Regions from separate parts of the Anas platyrhynchos genome. Here region 1 is linked to region 2. A link is a contact called in public Hi-C data. All regions are on one chromosome and are shown on one strand. Each heading gives the region's core, a stretch centred on a gene start, on an enhancer-like site or on the middle of the called end of the contact. The rest is flanking DNA. Distances are from core to core; before and after follow the strand shown. Region 1 has its middle 14 kb from the start of ANXA11. Region 2 holds the start of TMEM254 (transmembrane protein 254).

Region 1 (3,908 bases), core at 873-3,372, 110 kb after region 2:
TCTACGTTTAACTGCAGAACTGGTGTGAGTTCTTCCCTGATGTTGTAGTTAGTATTTGTCACACAGCACTTATGTGGATAACTCCTTCTGAGGTTCAAAATAAATCAGCTTTCTTCTACGTGGTCATTCCACTGAAACATTATGTAACTTTAATCACGACAGAACTAGCTTGTACGCAACAAGATCTTCCTGCCTTCACTAGCCCTTTCATCACAACATGAACCAAACTGTCTTTTGACTTATGCAAATGTTAGTTTGGTATTTTGGAGCCACTGTCTGGACTGTTATCATCTCTGGTGCTGACCCCCTAATGCGAAGCTACCAACTCCCTTCTGACTCAACAGAAGGAATTCAACAGCAGGACTGATGATGATATGAATCATGTTACAGATCAGGTTGAACTTATCAGCTTAGTGCATTGAAGGAAGGAAAAAAAAAAAAAAGGCAGTTCTACTTATTATACCAAAACAACCCTTTTACAACTATCATATATGCCAGAGCTAGCAAAGTTCTGTGGAAACATTAAGTAAGCAAACCAAGAACTAAGGAACAGTCATGTTTACTTGCATATATGGATGATGACTTACTAGCAGTATCATAATACAGGAGGACAAAATATGAGGTTACAGCCACATCTGTGTGACTGGAAGTTGCCGTTTCCATGGCGGTTAAGACTTAATTACTCATGAAGCAACTCATCAACCTCCACTTTTTTCAGTCTGACATATTTTTGTTGTTTTTGTTTTTAATAGAAAAGCCATTAATAACTGCATCAGTCCCCTCCCTTTCACTGGGACCTGCATTTACACTGAGATTCTAATCCCAATAAATTCTCTTCTGAGATCAGCTCAAAGCAGGCAGCCAGTTCCAAGGGAACTCAGAAGTGAAACAGAACCTGAAGATAATTGTTTATGGGGGCTAAAAATGGGATTTTGTCTTCTTCACTTTCAGATGTGTAAACCTCATCATTTTCTACTCCTTGTTAGCACTGCAAACAGCTTTGCAAGTTTTGGAACTCTGGTCATTTTGAATAAACATTCCAGCCTTTAAAATGTTTACAGACTAAACTGCAGAGCTAAATGTTTATGTTGCACTGAATAACTTCAGCATTGTATTTAACTGAAAGGCTCCTAAAGTAATATTGTTTCTATCAGTAGGTGAAGACACACACTACTGCAACAACCAGAATTTTAAACGAAGAGATTAGTACCAGTCTGTCCGTGAGTATTTAGTACATGTCTACACAGTAGGCTTTATAGTTTACAGGCTTCTAAAAGTTTAAGTGGTTTCTAACTCTGAATGTATTCCTAGGTCTTTTCAAAAGAAATCATTATAACAAGTAGCTTATATGAAAACTAGCACATTGCTTTCTGAGTTCCAAGTGTTATATTCCTCCCTTAATTTATTTTAATAAGAAATAAATCCTGGGCCTCTTATCTTAAAACACGTAACCTCAGATAATGCTAGAACCATCATCTGGAGCATCTGGATCTTACTTTTACACCTTTGCAAGAGTGAAGTTTTGCTTATTTTTAAGAATGCCTTATACTTTTTCTGACGTGCACGGTTACATATGGCTGGTTGCCTTCAGTGGAGATCTGGTCTTGTCCAGAAGAAGTAATTTCTGGAACAAAACATCTGTTCTTGACCAAATCTCTACTGTTTTATCTAAGGACCTACCCTGTACCTGCTCAGGTTAATTTCAATCATGTCTCTCTTTCCTTAGCAGTTACATTTTTCTCACTCTTTGTGGACAGAATCAATACCTAATAGTGTGTAAATCTGAAAGCATGTCATTCACTGCAAAATATTGCTTGGCTTGCAAAATGAAAACAACCTGGGGCACAATATTTCTTCTAAGAAGAGCACCACCACGAGGACAGTTCCGTGGTGGCACTGGCATGAAGGACACATTATTTGTTGCTCTGCTTCTCATGTTAAAACTTTCCACATTAAAGCAATACAATGCAGGCAAAGATATTTCTTAACTTCTGTGGTTAACTTGTATGTTTGCGTTTCACTGTGAGGTTCAGATGGATGTGTTTTCCACGAGGTCAGGAGAGTTTGCCCTGGATCAGCTCCTCCGGGATTCATACCATTACACATTTCCTGTTTTGCACATGACAACACAGTAAGCTTTTCAAAGACACAAGCTGTATGCATAAGCCTTCTGAGCTGATTTACTACTGTACTATTGCAACAGTCAGACAGTATAAAACTGGAGGAAAGCCCTCTTGACTGAAGCCTTTGTCATCTTTCTATTGAGTCATTCTGAGCCCACTGCTGAAATGAGATGAATTCAGAGTGACCACCTCAGGGTTTAAAGTGGATTTTCAACTCCCTAGATATAAAATGATTGGATTTTGCCTTTTGGACCTCAGGCTTCCTATAGCTATGTCTTTGGAAGAGGAGCTATGTCACAGTTGAAAGAGGAGGACTGGGTAATAGTCTGAAGTCTGTATTATGCTTGAAAACTTCCTGGTAACATCCCTGATCTAAGCCCTAGGGAGGCAGCAAACTTCTTTGTGAAGAGGGTCTGGTCTGCAGACGGGAGCCTCCATTCCCTTGAGAAGAGAGTCATCTACGAATACAACTCGCCATGATTTCTTCACGACACAAGTCTTGATGGTACACGTGCTATGAGTCCTTGGTTGATCTGACTTTAGAAGGAGGACTTGCACAGATGCATCTTCTTCTGTCTCTTCACATTCCTCGTCTGCTACTCCCAGAGCCTTGTACCTATTCAGGAAGCTGAGCAGGCAGACAGGGCTTGTGGCTCCGTGTAGTAAATTGCTTCCACTCCTCGGTGTCCCACAAGTTGCTGCCTTTACCCAGATGTAGACCAGATGCTGGGCCTGCCTCAGCAGTGGCCATGCCAGGTTTAGCATGTACATACCTGAGAAGACAGAGCATGGCTCCATTCATCTATCACCTGTTCAGACTTTCAGATGCTTCTTGGCCTCCCCACCTCTTTCCGAATCTTGGCCACCAGGCAGAACAGTTCATCCACCTGGGCACATCTCACAGATCTGTGCTTGCTCTCGCCCTCCATCTCAGGGAGCAGCACCAGGCACACCCCACAGACTGAGAGGCAGGCGGTAGCACGGACTGCCCAGAGCTATGGCACCATGTCTGCAGTTCATTGCCTCACACCTGACAGAATACTGCTCAATGCATTGCCGTGGGCAAGGGGGGCCACCAGGGCTGTAGCCCAGACGTGCTGGTGAGCAGAGCAGGCGGTCAGTGCAGGCCGCGTGCGGACTGAGCGACAGGTGTCCGCCATTTTGTGCCAACAGCACTCTCCCCAGGCTCCATGCGGCTTCCCGCTGTTTGAGCTGGCCATGCGCTCAGCTGAGGTGATCATCTGTGTCGGAGGAGCTCTACTAGCACTTGGCAAGTTTCATAACAACACGTCACCAAAGACTCAGTAGAGATGCACCATTTTTAATGCACCAGTTCCTGAACCAAATTTTAAAAACTGGCATCACTACTCCTCTTCCACAAACTGCTTCAACGGTGCTCAGTGTGGTAGGCTTCTCCTCACCCCACACAAAGCCTGGATCATTCAGATATCCTTTACCTCTTTACAGGGTACATTCCTGCAAGCAGGTACCTCATCCCACTATATCCCTGTTCAGAATCCCTTAGCTCACAGTGACTACACCACCACTACTACATAAATAACAACACTACCATCATTGACACTAGTCTTAAAATTATTAGACTCTCAGAAATTATGTAGGCAACACGTTGGGTATCACAAAACTGAGAATGCAAAATCCTACCTCTTCATAAGACAAAACCAAAACAAAAAAATATCACAATATTTTAGAGCAGGGGGTATACTTCAACAAGTTAATCCTAGGAAGAGTTGTCACAGTAGCAGTTAAAATCAAAAGGAAAATTGG
Region 2 (4,064 bases), core at 179-2,678:
AAAATCTACTAGAGTGATATAGTGCTATAAACAATGTATGGAATGAGACAGGTATGTTTCAGGGATTACAATGCAGTGGTCCATTTTATTGTTTTCAGCTTGACTAACCTGTCTCAGTTTACATACATAGTCACGGTGGAGACCTCAGGACCCTACAGACACACTTTCAGCGAAAAAGCCTTTTATTAACCTTTTTCTTCCTTTTTTATTTTTTTTTATTTATTTTTATTTTCTTTCTTTCTTTTAAACTAGCATATTTGTCTTTGAGATCTCCGGGAGGATCATACAGCCACCATTTTCATGTTAGGGCAGTGTTAATTGCCATACCTGTTGATCTCATAGCGAACATCTGTTGTGGTCTTAGATTCTTCAAGAATACTTGTGGCTTTAATTACCAGCCTGAGTCTGTATCTAAATCAAGTGTGGCAAGTGAAAGAAACATGTTTCCATGCAAATATCTTTCTAACTTGTTTTTTTTAGGATTATGCTTTTCTTCAGTTTTCTGTGGCTTTGTCTAGTACAAAAATAGGCTCAATGCACAATCTGTGTAGCCTGGAGCAGGGTAAAGCCAGATGAGCTCATCCTCAAATGCCGATGGAGCCCTGTCACTGTGATGGCATCCATGCTGATTGTCAGACACCAACATCCCTACGTCCCCCAGCACAGGAAAGGCCTTAGAAAGAACATGAAGTTGTTTGAATCCTGTCACACAGAGATATGTATTTCAAACTATATAAATCTAAACATGGCCTGGCCAGAGCTGACTGAGCTGTCCGCCGGTGCTAGGACTTGGTGACATTTTGGTGTGTAGTGTGCTGTGGGGAGCTGCCAGGCCTTAATTCAGTCACTTTGTGACACTGACCAGAAGAATGAACACCAAAACTGTAGAATTCTTGCAAGTGAAGGCTCGGGAAGTAAAGCGTGAAGAAATAGTTTTATTTCCTATAACTCGACGAAGTAAATTAGCCCAGCATTTTTCGATACTTCACACAGTACTGTTTGGCAACTGTAGTTTCCAATTCAGATTATACTTGTGAATAAATGTAATTACTGACATCTTCTGGTGTCGAAACCACAAAGGAGCCTAGGCATTAAGGCACAGATCCAGGCACTTTGCCGAAACATGATCAAGCTTTACAGCTAGACTCTGAGAAAAGACTTCCCCAGTGCCAGCCGCCAGCCCAACAGCACCTAAGAAACGGCGAGAAGGACTGACAGGGGACAGGGGGCCGCGGGATCTCTGTGCTTGGACACCTCGGTAACCAAACGCCCTCAGAAGGGCCGAGCCTTTCAGGGAGGAGCAGCGGCCGCCCTCAGCCGCTGCCCCGGGGATCGCCGCCGGGAGGCGCTCGCTGCTCGGGCCCGGGCTGAGGCGCGCCCCGGCCGCCATTACGTGCGGGGGGCCGGGCGCGGTGTTGGCCCCGCCCGCCCGGTGCCGCCCCCCCCGAGCAGCGCCTTAGCGGCGGCGGCGGCCCACGGCCGGGAACAGGGCGACGGGATGGCGGCGGGGACGGGCGCGGAGCGGCTGCAGGATGGCAGCTGCCACTTCCAGCGCTCCCGGCTGCTCTGGATGATCGCCATCGCCTTCGGCATGATCCTGCTGGGCGTAAGGCGGGCGCCGCGGCGAGGGAGCGGGGCGGGCCGAGGGGGGCACGGAGGCTGCTGCCAGTTTCAGCGAGCTAACCTTTTTTTTTTTTCTTTTTTTCAAGTGGGTAACGCTTGGACCCTCAACCATACCTTATAGCTATTTGGGACCGTTTGGCACCTTCCTTCGCTATATCGCAGAGCACTACCACACGTGGGTGTGCTACGCGTAAGTTACTCTGATTTATCGCACCTCGCTTGTTGTCCCTGACTTCCCTGTTTAGGCTGTGCTAAGGAGCTTTGCTGTGACCCGGCTGTTAATTGCATGTAAAGAGGTCTGCCTGCGAGCTCATTACAGCTCGGGAGGGGGGTGCTAGGCGTGTGGAAGACCAGAGAGGCTAAGACATGGCTGAAAGCTTAAACGCTCGGCTTGCAGCCTGGCATCGGCGTTGTTACAGTGGAAAGGGAAAGGAGGACGATACGGCTCCTGGGTACGTTACTAACTTATCCTGTCCATGTGAGAAATAGTCTGCTGAAGCCACTGTGTAGTGCTTAGCTTTGCTGGGTTACAAAACACGTTTTGTTACCTTATTCAACAAGAGCTGGAATACACTTCCTGTAGCCAGGTCTCTCATGTAAAGGGAATCCTCAGACTGTCTCACTTATTTTACCTTGCATCATGTAGATGATAGCCTTCATCATTGCTTTGGCATAGATATTGAACTGATCTGAACTGCATATCCTGCATAGCTTTTTAAAAAAGCTTCTATACAAAAAACTACTGATCAAGTGTGATTGCCACATTATGTGTTCTGTTAACTTTCTCAGTGGACTTCAGGCAGTTTTAAGACAATACTTTTCCTCCTAAGATAATAAACACATCACTTTCTAGCTTAAAATGTAGAGTCAATTCTGTGTTCAGCTTGATATTCCTTGCATAATGCATTTTGGATATGTTAGTCTTCCACCTAATTTTCAACAAAATAAAACATGTTTTCTTTTTTATCAGGTTCTATGTATCCTGGCTGATTCACCTAGTAGAAGCCCTGTATGGTATTCAGTTATGCCAGTAAGTTGGTCTCCTCCCTCACCTTAAATGCTCTGGAAAGGATTTCTGATACAAGTGACATAACTTACAGACTGATTTTGGTGGTGATAAGCAACAATATTGTTTCTGAGGATGCTGATAAAATTCTTGCTGCAGTGATAGCTTGCTGTACTCCGTAAGAGGTTACTGCTGTACTGGGTAGCAAAAAGGGGGGGTGGCAACTTAGAGAACTGGCAGCAGCAAAGTCTGCCAAAGCTTGTCTACCTGCCTCTGAACTCACTGTTCTTTGTATTTATTTATTTTGAGAATCATTCTTTATATGATAGTATAATATATAGTTTCTTGTTCTTCATTATTACGTCAGATCCTGGGTAACATAGCACTTCAGAAAGCAGTGGGTAAAAATAAATAGATGTCTAAATTCAGTCAGATGTTAACAAAATTTTGAGACTGTTAATTAGAGGCTTAAATTCTATCTGTATTGTGAAAATACAATTGGATGCTTCTGTTTGGGACTACGCAAGATCTGATTATATATGCAAGTGGAGGAAAACATTCACCAATCAGACTCGAAAAGTAATGCCAACTAAGTCTTAGATTAGGAGAACAAATTGTTTGGAGACGGCATGCAGTCCACACACATCATCCTTGTATTCATTTGCCTTAAGTTTGTAGTAATTCAGAAGAATGCCGTTGCTACTTCTCATGCTAGTATTTCTTTTTGATTTTTGTGTCTCTATATAGTAGCTGGCAAGTCAGTTTGCCGTTGTGAACACTAGATGTTTTTCTACTTGATTTAATTAATGCCCTGTTTGTCACAAGCTTCTCGGGTAACATCTCATGGAATCAGAGGGATTTTATTCTGTTGAAGCTATCTGAGGTGGTTCTCAAGGCATAAAACATTCAACAAAATAGGAGTTGTTAATCACTATTTACCAAACTCCAAATTTAAGTTCTATAGCTTTATGTCAAAACTTCAACTCTGATTCTACAGATGTATTTCAGATATATGGGCTTAAGGTGATTTTAAACCTGAGGACGCTTCATTACCATTGACCAGACCAAATGGGTCTATTGTAATCAAGTTAAGTAATGAAGTTTTTGCAGAGCAGTGTTAAAGACCATAAGAAAAAGAGCATGAGTTTACCTGCACATTGACTTGGATTACTAGCTAGTCACAAACACTATATACTTCTTACTGATGTAAAACATGGTGATGTCTGCTTACGAACATCACAAAGGAGGCATGAGGAAGAACTAGAAAGCAGGTAGGTATACACTTGTTAATCAGTAGTGGCACTTCCATTTGGCTTCTGGCCTGTATTTTTGCATATGATCTTTTCAAGTAAGCTTGCCTTATAGAAGCAGGTACAATTAAGACCTAGTTTTTAAATTTCTGCACTCATTTGAAAACACTGCAGATGGGATTATA

The links. A called contact is a pair of places that touch in the nucleus more often than the background predicts.
Region 1: a Hi-C map of subcutaneous adipose tissue shows a contact between it and region 2, with 1.9 times the contacts expected there. The contact joins the enhancer-like site here to the promoter of TMEM254 in region 2. A contact is called at or near these places in 2 of 8 Hi-C or Micro-C datasets (liver and subcutaneous adipose tissue).

Annotation. Positions count from the first base shown.
Region 1 is chr6:15,673,564-15,677,471 of IASCAAS_PekinDuck_T2T, forward strand. No RefSeq gene overlaps it. Among named protein-coding and RNA genes, the nearest start is that of ANXA11, 14 kb to the left of the region's middle. Within about 2 kb of position 2,123, at least 3 of the 8 cell types and tissues checked have an H3K27ac peak or open chromatin away from gene starts, as enhancers often do. A contact at or near this core is called in subcutaneous adipose tissue, where this site is marked.
Region 2 is chr6:15,563,777-15,567,840 of IASCAAS_PekinDuck_T2T, forward strand. It overlaps TMEM254 (transmembrane protein 254), which reads left to right and starts at 1,429. Exons shown (of 4, transcript XM_005015748.5): 1 at 1,429-1,606; 2 at 1,710-1,813; 3 at 2,594-2,653. The coding sequence starts at 1,499. All of the region lies in intron 1 of LOC113843944, which reads right to left.